3 separate regions of the Mus musculus genome follow, and all the other regions are linked to region 1. A link is a contact called in public HiChIP or PLAC-seq and promoter capture Hi-C data. All regions are on one chromosome and are shown on one strand. Each heading gives the region's core, a stretch centred on a gene start, on an enhancer-like site or on the middle of the called end of the contact. The rest is flanking DNA. Distances are from core to core; before and after follow the strand shown.

Region 1 (4,457 bases), core at 1,010-3,509:
CCATCTAGAGCTTGCACTCTCTCCCCACTTCCCTCTCTGCCCCTCCTCTCTTTCCTCCCTGTTTGCAGTTTGAGGTGTGAGCTCTCAGTTGTCAACTTCTACCTTCAGCGTCCATGCCTGCCTGTTCTTACACTCCCCCACCACAATGGGACTTCCTACCCCTCTCAAATGTAAACCCCAAATAATCCCTCCCTTCTATAAGTTGCCTTGGTCAGGATGTTTTATCACAGCAACAGAAAAGTAACTAAAGACAGACCTCAGCCTACAGCTGCCCACTAAAACAACTTCACCATCAGCCTAAGGAAGCCACCTGTAGTCTCTGAGAAGAGATGTCATACTGTATTCTTGCTCTCCACTTCTCAAAATGTGCACATCTGAAGCAGGAGAGAGACAATGCCATTTTATCGCAGATAAGAGGTGCTGGGGAGTTAAAGAATCCAGGTGTTCATCCTGTCAGTAATGGAACACAAATGATAGTCTCAGCTTAATGGACAGGATGTGACTGGAAAGAATCCCTTGCAAAGGTCTTGTGGGGACAGTGGGGACAGTGGGGACATATATATCCAAGAGTCAGCAATAAGGTTGCGCTTGCTTGTAAAGAAGTACAAGCAGAATTCTAGTGGACAGAGCTGGAAATGATCAGAAACACAGACTTGTGGGGGCTGGAGAGATGGCTCAGAGGTTAAGAGCACTGACTGCTCTTCCAGAGGTCCTGAGTTCAATTCCTAGTAACCACATGGTGGCTCACAACCATCTGTAATGAGATCTCATATCCTTTTCTGGGGAGTCTGAAGACAGCTACAGTGTACTTACATATATAATAAATAAATGTAGCCGGGCGTGGTGGCACACGCCTTTAATCCCAGCACTCGGGAGGCAGAGGCAGGCAGATTTTTGAGTTCAAGGCCAGCCTGGTCTACAAAGTGAGCTCCAGGACAGCCAGGGCTATACAGAGAAACCCTGTCTCGAAAAACCAAAAAAGCAAAAAAAAAAAAAAAAAATGTTTAGAAAGAGAGAAAGAAAGAAAGAAAGAAAGAAAGAAAGAAAGAAAGAAAGAAAGAAAGAAAGAAAGGCAGACTTTTATCCCAACAGTCGGGAGGCAGAGGGCAGGTGGATCTCTGAGTTCGAGGCCAGCCTGGTCTACAGAGTGAGTTCCAGAGCAGCCAGGGCTACACATAGAAACCCTGTCTCAAAAAGAAAAGAAAAAAAAAATCAGGCAGGAGAAGTAGTGTGGAGTCATAAGCCTTAGAATGCTGCTCCAGGATGCCTGATAGACTTCTCTCAAGCAAACGAACGACACCAGACTTGTAGACAAACTCCAGTGTCCACAGCCCTGAACAGTGTGAATGGCGCACATCGGGGGCCCGATACTCACCAAAGCTCAGGATTCTCTCCCCTGCAATCTGGAGGCCTTCTCTTGCTTCCTGGCCTTTAATCCCACTGTTGGATGTGGGGGGTTGTCAAACACCTTCCTGTTTTTTCAGCCTGGTCACAAGACACTAGCAGGCTGGGCCAGACTAGACACTGACAGTCAGTTTTGCTGATAATAAGCTGCTATCTCAGGGAGATACTTCTTGGACTGGCTCCAAGGTGACTGTGAAATTCTGTCCCTCCCTAGTGGTCAAATGATCTCAACACTTAGGCTCCGGATGGGTACAACACTTCAACATTCAGGGCATTAGGGCTCAAATGCAGTCAAATAGCTGATGGAGGTCCTACACAAGCTGCCTAGCTCTCCTAGCATCCCCCAGTCTCTGCTTGTTTTCAGGATCCTCCTGGTTGGCGTGCCTGGTTCCCTGACCTAAACCTTCTCCAGCCCAGGGCCTGGGCCACCCTTCTTCTAGTGGTTCTTCTCTATAGAATGCAGTCATTTTGGCTAAGCTGGTCTTTTTACCCTTTTGCACTTTTGGTCTCATGGCTTTCCCCTCTCCCCTCCCATGACCCAGCTCAGGGTCTTGTTCACTCTGGGCCCTTCCAAATGCTTTTCTGGCTAGGCTCTTCTCCATATCTACAATAAACTTTCTCCTCCACCATACCTAGGGGCTGTCATGGCCTCCTTTTTATTTCTTTTTTTCCTCACTCAGGCAGGAGCTGAGGCAGGGCAGGGTGTTCACTCCAGGCCCCAGCTCAATCTTCACCTCAAATCCTCACTGGAAAGGTTAATTATTCAGAAGCTGTAGAGCTCAGGAGCATCACCCAGGGGGCAAACCTCACTCTTGCAATAGAGGAGCCATAAAGGCCAGTTAATAATCAGCCCCGGGGCAGAGACAGCTTAGAAGGGCCTCCAGCTTTAGGCTTTATAGATACCTGGCCCACCCTTCCCCAGTCAGCAGGCTGATCTGGAAGTATAAACAAGAAAGGAGGCTGACGGCTCTAGAAGTCCCCAACCTGTTGTGATCTTCAGTAGACAAACACTCCTGGTGTGTCACAGGATTCAGGTACATGGCAGTGGCCAGGGCGAAGGGTAGCAAGACAGAACCAGGGACCTCCTGGGAGCCTGTCTCTCTTTGTAGGGCCTTGTTCTTTGGCTAATTTTCCCCCAGAGTCCAAATTGCCTCCTCTCTCTCCTTCCTCCTTCCCTTCTTCCTTGCCTTCCTTCCCCTCCTTCCTTTTCTCTTTCTCCTGACATTCACCAATGTAGTGGTCTCTACTATCTCACTTAAATTTCGGTTGAGACAGCTCCCACATCTATGTCCAATTTGGAGCCTTCCTCTGGGGCCACACACGCACAGGTAACTGATCAACAACTCCGAGTCTCCTGCTCAAATCTACTCCCCACTCCTTTATCCAACAGCAGCGCCATCCTGGGCTCCCAGTAAGGGATGGGTGGGGGACGGGGTCCTGTTTTGGCTGCAGTGAAATGTGGGTGATGTCAAAATTAGCTCAGATCCTTAAGGGTTCCCCCCACGCCCCCACGCCTGTAAAGATCTGTCACAGGAGTGGGAGGTGAGCAAGTGGAGAAGGAAAGGAAGCCTGGGCTTCCACAGCACTGAGGCTCTCGTCAGAAAGGTTAGGCCATCAGGGTCTTGTGACTGGAAGTGGGTGATAGCCTGGCTGGTGAGGTTGGGGGAACTTGTAGCTGAGAGAAGTTGGGGACATGGGATCTTCTGATTCTATACAACAGGCCTGGAAGTTGCAAGCCTGTGTTCTAGTGACAGTCCTGCCATTGGCTCTGGTGTGGTCCTCTGGGGCTCATCCTATTCATGTGTATAATAGGACATGGGTGTTGGTAGTGGATGGATTATTTTAAAGGATCTTAGCAGCTCAAGACACAATGTGAGGTGTTTGTTTGTTTGAGACAGGGTCTTTCAGTGTAGCCTTGACTATCCTGGAACTCTCTCTGTAGATCAGGCTGGTCTCAAACTTACAAAGATCTGCCTGCCTCTGCTTCCCGAGTGCAGGGATTAAAGGCATGCACCACCACAGCCCGGCTGTTTGTTTATTTATTTGCAATGCTGGGATTGAAACTGGGGCTTCACACATACTAGGCATGTGCCACCACCCAGCTGTTTGTTTATTTGTTTACTTGCAATGCTGGGGATTGAACCCAGGGCCTCACACATGCTAGGCCAGCCTTTGCCATACACATCCCAAGAACGGAGCCTGTACTATTAATCGCATCCCTACAGAGGCCTGCTGTTGCACACATGCAATAATTAACAGCTGAATGGCCTCGCCCAATCTCAGGCTCCATTCCTGGGCTGCATTCCCACTACCTGCTCCACACAGCTCTGTTTCCTAGGCCACTAAACCTCGGCCGGCTGTCTCCTGGAATGAAGAAAGCAAAGGAAGCCTAGAGTGGAGACAAAGAAGCCCGAGGCACTCTGAGAGCTGCCATCTTTTCCTTGTTTGCCGCCTGACACTTCTCAGCAGGATCCACATACCCTAAGGTACTCCCCAGCGTGTGTTAAAGAATTTGCTGATTTGGAAATGATGATAGGTCAGAGCACAGCCGGCCCAAGGGTCCACTGTAAGATAGTGTAGGTGGAGTCTGTCCTTCAGCCTAGCACTGAGCTCTCGACTCTCCCAGTCTGGGAATCCTAGGTGGATGCAGGTGTGGTAATGGTGGGGTAGTGTCCCATGTGGACCAGGATCAGAAAGCTTGACTAGGAATGTGGTGAAGACTTTGTAGGACTGTGGCTCATGGGAAGATGGAGAACACTGACTGGAGGGAGTTAAAAAGGAAAAAAGTTAAAAAAACCCAAAAAACAAAAACCACTGACTGGTCAAGATTCAAATGGGGGAGGGGGACTCAGCAAGGACTTAGAACATCTTAGTGATTCGGAGCATTTTGTAGGGGGAGGGGCTGGGGCAAAAGGTCAGATTTGGATGGGTAGTCCCTGCTGGGGGGACTTGGAGCATGCCCCTCAAACTAGGTCCAGTCGCACATAGATAAAATTGGCCTTTATTTGGAGACGGGTTTGTTCTTCTATGTTTAATCCTCGGGTGAAATGACC
Region 2 (4,457 bases), core at 1,171-3,670, 210 kb before region 1:
TCATGAGACCCTCATAGGTTCCCTACCTAATGACAGTCTTGAGGATGGAGACAGTCTGGCTTGGCACAAAGGGAATGCCAAAGGCTCACTGATGGACAAACAGGAGTGGTGCAATGCCAGGCCTAGACCAGGTACTCCATATATCTTTGGTCCATCCCAGGTCCTCATACTTTTTTTGGGGTAGGGTTGTTGAGGTAAGGTCTCATGTATTCCAGGCTGGCCTAAAACTTACCAAAGATGCTCTTGAGCTCTCTACGACCCAGGTGCTGGGATCGCAGGTGTGACCCACCACACAGTGCTGGGGATGAAAGTCCAGCCCATGCACGGGTGCTCTGCCAACTGAGCTGTCTCCAGCCTCATTATGTACCACTCGCTAGGCCTTCAGCTCCACTTCAACCACCTTCGCTGCTCATCTTCTCTAACCAGTCCCTTCCACAGCCAAGCTTAGACACCTCTTCCCCTAAGAATTTTTCCAAAACACAGAAGCCGCAGGTTGCTCTTTCTTTTCCTGTTTTCTGTGCTTTGCAAGCCCTGTCAGGACCATCCGCAGAGGCGCTGAATAAAGTCCTGGGAACGTCTTGTCCCCCTTTTCATGATCACAAGCTTGAGAGTCCCAACACACAGTACGTATACACTGGGCATCCCTAAGGGGAACACTCACTGAATGTCCCATCTAAGCTGCTTTCTAGTCTTCTCTCTTCCCTTAGATGGATCTAGAGTACCCTAAGGTGGAAGCCACTTATTCCTCACATAAGTGGCTGTCACTGGAATGAAAGTCTGTTCTGGATAAAATCGTTGTTCTTAAAACAAGAGGCTCCATCCCTGCTTGCTGTTTCCCACTTCTCAAACTTCCTACAACAGCCACCACAAAGCCCAATCCTGTCCCAGTGCAACAACAGACACAGGGCACTGAGGGCAGGATGGAGTTAAGAAATGGGGGGGGGGGGTAACAAACCTTAAACTCAGGCTCCTTTCGTGCAAGGCGCCTGAGCTCCCGGCTGAGCTGAAAAGCGGCCAGCATGGCATCCTCACTGGCCAGCGAGAGGTGAGCCCGGCTTGCAATGCCTCGGTAGGTGTTGATTCGGGATAGTGAGAACTTCAGCAGGTCGTATCGGCGGGCATTGCTGCACTCGAGGCAGGCACAGGAAACTGGGTGGGGCCGAGCAATGGTATGGCCCTGGTCCATAAGCAGCTGGGCAATCTCATACAGGTCCTTCTGGCAGGCCAGTGTGAGTGGAGTGACACCAGGGGCAAAGCGGGAGCCATCAATCGATGAGTCAAAGAAGGCTAGAGAGAAAGACTTGGTGTCTACTTTTCGACCTTTCTCCCGCTCCAGCCGCGCTAGCAGGCGACGCACCACTGCTGGCTGGTTTGTGTCCACAGCCACTAGCAGGGCTTCGTGGATCTGCCGAAAGTCGAATTTGACATTGGCCAGCAGAACATCAGTGATGACCTCGTGGCCCAGGCGGATGGCCAGGTTGAGGGCTTCCCTCCAGGAGCGGTCCTCAGACTCTTCCACATTCCGCAGAGGACCACCTGGCCCAGCACCCGAGGCATCGGAACTGGATTCCAGCAGCTGCTGCACAAGACCCAGCTGGCCCTCCTGGATGGCACGCAGGAGTGTGGGGGGGAATTTGAGCTTTTTGTTCACAATCTCAGTCCAGTTGGGCTGTGGCTAGGTGAAGGAGAGATAGCACTCTGAGTTCCCAAGATTACCTTCTGTAATCAGCTATCATGCCTTCCTCGTCCCAAACACAGATCGGCAACACATACTGTCTTGTTCACCATTTTATTATGTAGATTCACTTAGGAAACGCTAGTGTGGGGAGTGTTTACTCTGCTCACTTCCACTCTTATAAAAAATCCCACGTAGCAGGGCCCAGTGTCAGTTCCCTGAAGAGGTGATTAGAGTAGGTGGTCGGGGCCACACTAGGTACCTAACCTACACACAAGCACACAGAATCTGGCAAGAATAGGATCCCAGCTTGCTTGATCTTCTAGCTGTTTCTCTCTCTGAAGGACAAGTTCAGACACGCACACATGGAGGGTCTTCAAGCTGGGCTTTCCCTAAACCCTTTGTCTATGCAGAGGGCTCTAGCAGGACCTTAAGATGTTCCCTTCCACCACCCGCTCTCAATCTGTCTTCTACTTTGGGGAGCATCTCTACTCCTTAGTGTTTGGTCCTGTTCTTCTACCAGGCCCAGCCCTTTGCTCTTTTCTTCTAGGCCCTGGATCAGGGATCCGAGGGCTCTCCCACCAGCAGCAGCATCCCAGACTTGTCTGGCAGCAGGCTGTCCCTGCATCCCCGGGGACTGGGATGAAGAGGGGAGGAAAGCAGGGGTCTCTTACCGAAAGGGGGTCCATGGCTGCACCCACCTCTGTGGGCAGGGGCTGAATGCTTGAACTCCAGCTCTGCCTCTCCCTTGACTGTGCCTAGCATTCTCTTTTATTTCTACCCAAAGCCCCACCCTGTGCCCTCCCTTCATCAGGACCAGCTGCTCTCTCCCTGCCTCGTACCTTGGGGACAAGGGGAACGGGTGTTAGTGCCACATGATGACGTCTCCTGGGGAAAAAGGGAAGCGTGCACAATTCTTTAAAGCAGAATTGAACTACCACAGCTCCAGGGGAGACACTGTGGTCCAACTATCTCAAATAGTTGGAATGAGATTTGCTCAAACCCTTACAAGCCATGCCCAGAATCATCTACTCCTTAGAAAGGAATCTCTCTGGCTCCCTTAAGAACCATGTGAGTAGGAAGAGGGTTTTCATGTTACTGAAGATCCATTTCACACCCATGAGAAGTAAAGTTTCAGAGTCATCTGACTACATCTGAGACAGATACCCATGAAGAACACAGAAGGTCAAGGTCATATGGAACTCGTTAGTTTCACACTCAAGACTCATTCACTCATCTTCCCAAACAGCATAACTTTATAATTCCCAGCCATTATTTCCCCCTGACTGAGCCTCAGTTTTTCATTCAGGAAAATGGGCATTAGGTAACACATTCTAGATAGTATCCTAAGGCCTTGGAGAGATCATCAATTCTACCAAAGAAGTTCTAAGGGGAAAATATCCTTTGAGAATTGGGTACCATAGTGACAAAGCCTTGACAACAGGAATGGGGAGCAAGCTGGGTCCACAGTGTTCTCAGGCAGGCGGAGTCCTGAGTAATAGCTGGAGGGAGGGGACCCAACCCTTCTTAGCCACCAGAGATCCATTCCCCAGGCTCCAACATAAAGGGTCAACAGAACGTCACTGCTCAGGCTGGCAAAACTTCCCCACACACGCTGGCATGTTCTTCTATTTCTCTTGCTGAGAACTGTAATTCACAGATAGGGCACTGGACCCAGGAAGGTGGCGGCGAGCTCTCTGGGGAGGAGACCCACAGCACGGACTCCGAGGAAGACAAGGAGGCAGGAGAAGCTGGCTGGGGTGGGGGGCTCTCTCCACAAGTTGCAGCATGCTGGGGAAGAGTCTCAATACTGAAGAAACCTAAGGAGAAAAGGAGACAGTTAAACTGGGCCTGCTCCCAGGCAAGCTGCCATCCCCAGTTGCTGAAGGGAGTATCTGCTGCCACAGTGCAAGTGCTTGCTGAGAGACACTATCATATGTCTGCAGACATCCATCAGACATTTACTAGGCGGAGAGGGACATGGACATCCTTACAGAACATTGAGTCTACTGGGAAAGATCAGCTATGAGCATAAAGAACATTGCTGCCAGGCTTGGACAAATCAAAACTGTGTGTGTAACAAAACTGATTGGTATGTGTGTACCATATGCATGCACTTATGGAGGCCAGAGGCTGATACTTCGTATCGTATTGCTTCTCCAACTATTTGAGACAGGGTCTTCTATTGTACTTGGAGCCCACTAATTGTCTAGAACGACACCCACCCCCATGGTGATTGATGCAGTTCACCTGCACAAATAGGACACTGTCCAGCAGCCTGCACACCACCGTCATCACTTTTGGTCTGAGGTCGGTGCTGTCTTTGTCTTGTCCTTCCTGTCCTCCTATTTGGCTGAGAACTCGAGTTGGACAACGATCTGTGGGAAAGAACAGTTTAAGGGCAGCTATCTGGGAGAGACTACAAAGGCTGAAGGTATAGAATCTGGATCAGAAGCATGAAGAAGAAAGTGGAAAGAGTAACTGATTTTCCCACTCGATATGACAGACTTGGAGGAAAGCAGTTAACCTTCGAGCATTTGACAACAGAGCTTCTACCATTGGCCTCAGTTTCTAAAAATTAATTAATTTTGAAATAGGGTCTCACTATGTAGCCCTGTATATCCTAGAACTTAGAGGTAGACCAGGCTTTCCTAGAACTCAAGTTCGGACTGTCTTTGCCTTTCAGCTTCTGGGATTAAAGGCGTATGCCATCATGCCTAGCAGTTTTTCAATTTTAAAACTGAGATTATACACATACCATAAATTAGCCTTCGGTCCTAGC
Region 3 (4,457 bases), core at 1,306-3,805, 190 kb after region 1:
GTTAGGAAAATACAAATCTTTCAACCCAAAGAAAGTAGGAAAGAACTTAAGAAATGCTAAGTTAGGTTCCCACTCGAGCCCACACAGAACTATTGGGACCTATATGCCAGGTGCTTAGTACACAGGAGGTCAGTGATTGTCAAGCAAACCAACAAATCCAAGGTCTAAAAGCTCATCACTGTAAATCTGAATCCTGGGTCCCGGTCCATATAACACAAGGCAGACAAAGACAGGTTGAACAAAGCTATGTCTTACTTATGGACTGCCCTCTTGGAACTTCAAGTTCCTGAGTTGATTTACTCTTCATAAGCTTAAGGAGCAGATAGTAATCTCTTTTAATGGACGAGGAGACAGGTGTAACAAGGAAAAATGACTTGTGAAGGGGTTACACAGCAGGTTGATAACCATTCTACAAATGGTCCCTCCTCACCTCATCTTACCAGTCTACCTCCAGTCAGTACCTCTCTTCATATAACACAAGGAAAAGACAGAAATTGATTTCAGTCAGCCAATGGCATGGTCCTGTGCTAGATTCTATATGTGGGCAAGACATGGCATCTACTCTAAAAGGAGGACTTAGGACAGCAGGATATCAAAGACCACAGTGTCAGAAATAGAGGACTAAGTCAAGAATTCAATTCAGCCAGACATGGTGGCTCCATCCTATAATCCTCAGGTCCAGGCAGGATGAGTCCCATGAGTCAGGCAGACCACACAATGAATTCTAGGACAGCCTGAAATGTAGCAAGACCTTGTCTAAACATGCATGCATGCAATTCCACAAAACATGGTCCAACCACTAGGCAGATGTCCAATGAGGAAAGGGCAAAGGATTTTCTCCATCTTGTCCTGATCTTCTATCCTATCTGGACTTCTATCCTATCTATCTAAGCTTCCTTCAGAATCACAGAAAGGACCAGAACTTCATCTACTGTTGTACTTCAGATACATCTACTTCAGAACCAAATGCTTCTATGATACCACAGAGTTTGTGCAAAAGCAGATTTTATTTCCCCACAGAAAATTTATACCCAGGTTTCTTACCTTCTTTATTATCCATGGCCATGAGAAGAGGGGACCAGAACAATCCATCACATTTTCCCCTATCCTCTCCCAGGGATACCCAGCTAGCCACCAAAAACAATGCTCAAAGGACATCCTCTCCATGTTCCTTGGGACCTATGAAACCATTTCCTTGGGAATGGAAGTTGTGTGGATCACAGGCATGCATGCGTGTATGTGGTGTGAACAACAGGGCCAGTATCCTTAGGATAATCTTGTTCTATTGACCTTTATACCAGCAAGAAAGGGGTCCTCTGTGCATGCCTTGTCTTGAGACACTTTGCAATACAAGACTTTTTATTTTTGTTTTGAAACAAAGTTTACTATGTTGCCTATATCAGCCTTGAACTTACTAAGCATCCCAAGCTGGCCTTGACTCATGAACCTCCTGTATTAGCCTCCTGGATGTTGGGATTACAAATCTAAGGAGTACAAAGGATATACTGCTGTTTTTAACTTGTGATAATGAAAAATTTGAACTACTTACATATATGGGTTTGTTTTTTCTGCAAAGACTCTTTTTTTTGTTAGTTTTAAGAAAAAACAAAAGAAAACTCTTGTAAGGCCAGTTCAGCATTGTAGTACATATCTTTCACTGGGAGGCTGAGGCATTAGAATTGCTGCAAGTTCAAGACCAGCCTGAAATATACACTAAAACCTTGTCTGGGAAGTCAGAAGCCCTGTGTCTAGTCTAGCGCAAAGCAAAGCTCTGCACTTACTATCCCAGCACCCTAAGCAGTCACACCCCTCAGTGAGCTTCACTGAGGTCAGTGAGGACTGCACTCTGCCATTTCCATATCCACACGTACATATCAGGGCAGGGCTCTGCAACCTGGGGCCAGTCACAGGAGGAGACCAGCCTCAAGCCCAGCTCGTGACTGACAATTACTCTCTGCAGCCTCTTGGGGCCAGGGTGTAATGGAAGACAGCAAGGATCCAGGCTCTGTGGTCACTTGCTGTGAAGGAGAGGATGCTAACCTCTCTCATGCAAGGTGGTTGTGGGGATTGAGAGACATAGCATACCTGTGGGGCTCTCTGTAACGTGAGGAAGAACCAGAGAAGTTCACTAGCACCACAGCAAACCCAACCACAAGTTATCCACTTGAGGTGCTGAGTTGGGGTGGGGAGGGCACTGTGTCTCCTCTGCTTTCCCTCAGAGCAGAGCATCCCCCAAAGTTAGGACTTCACAACCCACATCTCCCTAGTTCATTTTGCTGCTTTTTGTCAAGTAAATGCCCAGCAGGCACTCATTTCAAAGTCCTGAGCGGGCTGGGTATGGGGTGGGGCGGGGACTGCCTGCTGAGAGTAGTTGAAAGGGCCTCAGAGGCCAGAGAAAGCCACCCTTGCTCCCCCTGGTGATTTTCACCAATGGACAAAATGCGGCAAGTGAATTAATCTCTTTTAAAAAGAGCAATGCTTGTGACAGAGCACGGTGTCTCCGAAAAGGTTAGGATTCCATCATCCCTGAGATGATGAGTAGAATGCTTAATGCAGGCTGCCAGTCAGGGCCGAGCAGCCTGCGCTGCACTGGGGAGAGGGGGTGGGCACCGCAGGCTTTCCTGGGCTCAGACTTGTGGCCAGCTCTCTCTAATGAACTAACTCTTCTGCTTGGCGGGGCACTGGTGGGTGATACTAACTGGGGATGGCTCAGGGTAGCAGACAGGAGAACACAGCACACAGCTAGAGTTGAGTCCCAGCTTCTGCACAACTCCCAGGGTATACAAGGCAGAAAAAACCTCAGTTCAAACACATTCACTGCCAGCCATTTACTGAGGGGTGGCCCATGGATAAATGTATAACTTGGCTTTTCTCTGTTCCCTCCCACAACAGCTCCTGCTCACTGTTTCTGTTAGTGAAAGGACAGGACCTGGTTATGTATGGTGGTGCATGCCAGCACTCAGTAGGCTGGGGCAGGAGGATCACCATGAATCAAGGTCAACCAGAGCTATGTAACAGAACCTTGTCTTCCAGAGCTCGCCCCTCTCCCCGCCTTACTGTATATGTATATCATACATAGGGGTGTCAAGAGATAATAAGTCAAATAAATCAAGCCAGTTAAGACACTTGGTATATACTAAAGCACTATGAAAACAGCGATGCTTATGCCATTAGTATCATTGGCCATTTACACTAGTGATGGGAGAGGGCTGGGGGAAATGGCTCAGTGATAAGGGCTCCTTGCCACTACACCTGATGTCCTGAGTAAATCAGGATGGCATAAAAAATATAGCAATTACCCGAACATATCTGTGGATAGAAAATAAACTGCCACTGGGTGGGCAGTGGTGGCTCAAGCCTTTAATCTCAGCACTTTAGAGATAGGGGCAGGCAGATCTCTGAGTTCAAGGCCAGCCTGGTCTCAGAGCCAGTTCTAGGACAAGCAAGGGCTACATTGAGAAATCCTGTCTCGATAAGCAATCAAACAAACAAACAGACAAACAAAAAAATAAACTGCTTACCCCCGGTAAGGGAAGACAGTCAGTAGCAGAGCCTAAGAGCAAAGAAGGAAAAAAAGTCTTCTCTAGTAACCAGGGATGTGAGAGGCCAGCAGGCCAAAGGCCAAGAGGAGACGTCGCTCTTCTGGTGAGAGCCGGAGGGCAGCAGGCTGACCTCACTCTCTGCTCTGAGCACTTCCTTGCAGTTGCAAGTTCTATTGTTGTTTTCACAACAGTGACCACAGCATTGCTCATTTTTTCTTAATCATTTTCAAGTTTCATCCTCTAAGGTTTCCCTAAAATGGTCTGTTTCCTTCCCAGTCCCCCGTGCTAATCTGTATTAAAACAGTTAACATTTGGCTGCTTTGTCTAACTTCCTCAGTCACCAGTACCCTCCAGAAATGAACTGTTTTCATCTGCCCCACCTCCCACCCCATTCCTGCCCTGGCAGTTGGCACATGGGAGTTCTCAGGGTTGAGTCTCTCTATAGCACCTGCAAACACCAATCTGCCACCAATACTGCTCTGTCTTGTGGTGGAAAACCTGCGGCAGCAGTCTTTTTCAAAGTACTTAGGCTCCTGTGTATAAGTATGTTCGAGGCATCTCAGACTCAGGAGTGGGGACATGGTCTGGAGGGCTGATGGTCATGGGTTCTAACCACAGCTGTCAGGTACTTGATGTATTGCTCAGGATAAATCTACCTCTGTGGGCCTTATTTTTCTCTGCAGTCCCTATTACTTCTAAAACATTATCATTTTAAATGTGTGTAGCATCTAGAGCTGGAGAGACTGCTCAGCTGTTAAGTTATTCTCGCAGAGGACCTGGGTTTGGTTCCCAGAATCTATGTAGTGACTTCCAACTACCTGTTAACTCCAGTTCTAGGGAATTCAGTATCTTCTTCTGACCTCCAGAAGAAACACACACACACACACACACACACACACACAGGCAAAACAATCA

The links. HiChIP or PLAC-seq counts read pairs in DNA pulled down with a chosen protein or histone mark. Capture Hi-C pulls out chosen DNA fragments and counts their contacts.
Region 2: a promoter capture Hi-C map of pancreatic islet shows a contact between it and region 1. The contact joins the promoter of Trpc2 here to the promoter of Folr1 in region 1. A contact is called at or near these places in 2 of 39 promoter capture datasets (liver and pre-B cells), 1 of 15 datasets of contacts at CTCF or cohesin (large pre-B cells), 2 of 115 datasets of contacts at active chromatin or transcription factors (both in embryonic stem cells) and 3 of 9 other capture datasets (adipose tissue, liver and pancreatic islet).
Region 3: an H3K27ac HiChIP or PLAC-seq map of embryonic stem cells shows a contact between it and region 1, with 6 read pairs. The contact joins the enhancer-like site here to the promoter of Folr1 in region 1. A contact is called at or near these places in 16 of 39 promoter capture datasets (the 3T3-L1 cell line, 3T3-L1-derived adipocytes, the HPC-7 cell line and 11 more), 1 of 15 datasets of contacts at CTCF or cohesin (large pre-B cells), 14 of 484 Hi-C or Micro-C datasets (CD4 T cells, the HPC-7 cell line, LSK cells and 9 more), 11 of 115 datasets of contacts at active chromatin or transcription factors (the HPC-7 cell line, embryonic basal ganglia, embryonic stem cells and 6 more) and 5 of 9 other capture datasets (adipose tissue, embryonic stem cells, liver and 2 more).

The regions. Positions count from the first base shown.
Region 1 is chr7:101,868,590-101,873,046 of GRCm38.p6, reverse strand. Folr1 (folate receptor 1 (adult)) reads left to right here and starts at 2,259. Exons shown (of 7, transcript NM_001252554.1): 1 at 2,259-2,438; 2 at 3,743-3,890. It overlaps Gm35597 (a long non-coding RNA gene), which reads right to left and starts at 2,336. Exons shown (of 3, transcript XR_378387.3): 1 at 1,376-2,336; 2 at 311-450.
Region 2 is chr7:102,081,079-102,085,535 of GRCm38.p6, reverse strand. It overlaps Trpc2 (transient receptor potential cation channel, subfamily C, member 2), which reads right to left and starts at 2,420. Exons shown (of 13, transcript NM_001109897.2): 1 at 2,350-2,420; 2 at 956-1,675. The coding sequence starts at 2,364. It overlaps Xntrpc (Xndc1-transient receptor potential cation channel, subfamily C, member 2 readthrough), which reads right to left. Exons shown (of 22, transcript NR_104582.1): 9 at 3,926-4,053; 10 at 3,095-3,495; 11 at 956-1,675. It overlaps Xndc1 (Xrcc1 N-terminal domain containing 1), which reads right to left. Exons shown (of 11, transcript NM_001286689.1): 10 at 3,926-4,053; 11 at 1,774-3,495. The coding sequence ends at 3,263.
Region 3 is chr7:101,682,304-101,686,760 of GRCm38.p6, reverse strand. The region is part of intron 2 of Clpb (ClpB caseinolytic peptidase B); the gene reads right to left. Among named protein-coding and RNA genes, the nearest start is that of Clpb, 21 kb to the right of the region's middle. Within about 2 kb of position 2,555, at least 21 of the 459 cell types and tissues checked have an H3K27ac peak or open chromatin away from gene starts, as enhancers often do. A contact at or near this core is called in embryonic stem cells and epiblast stem cells, where this site is marked.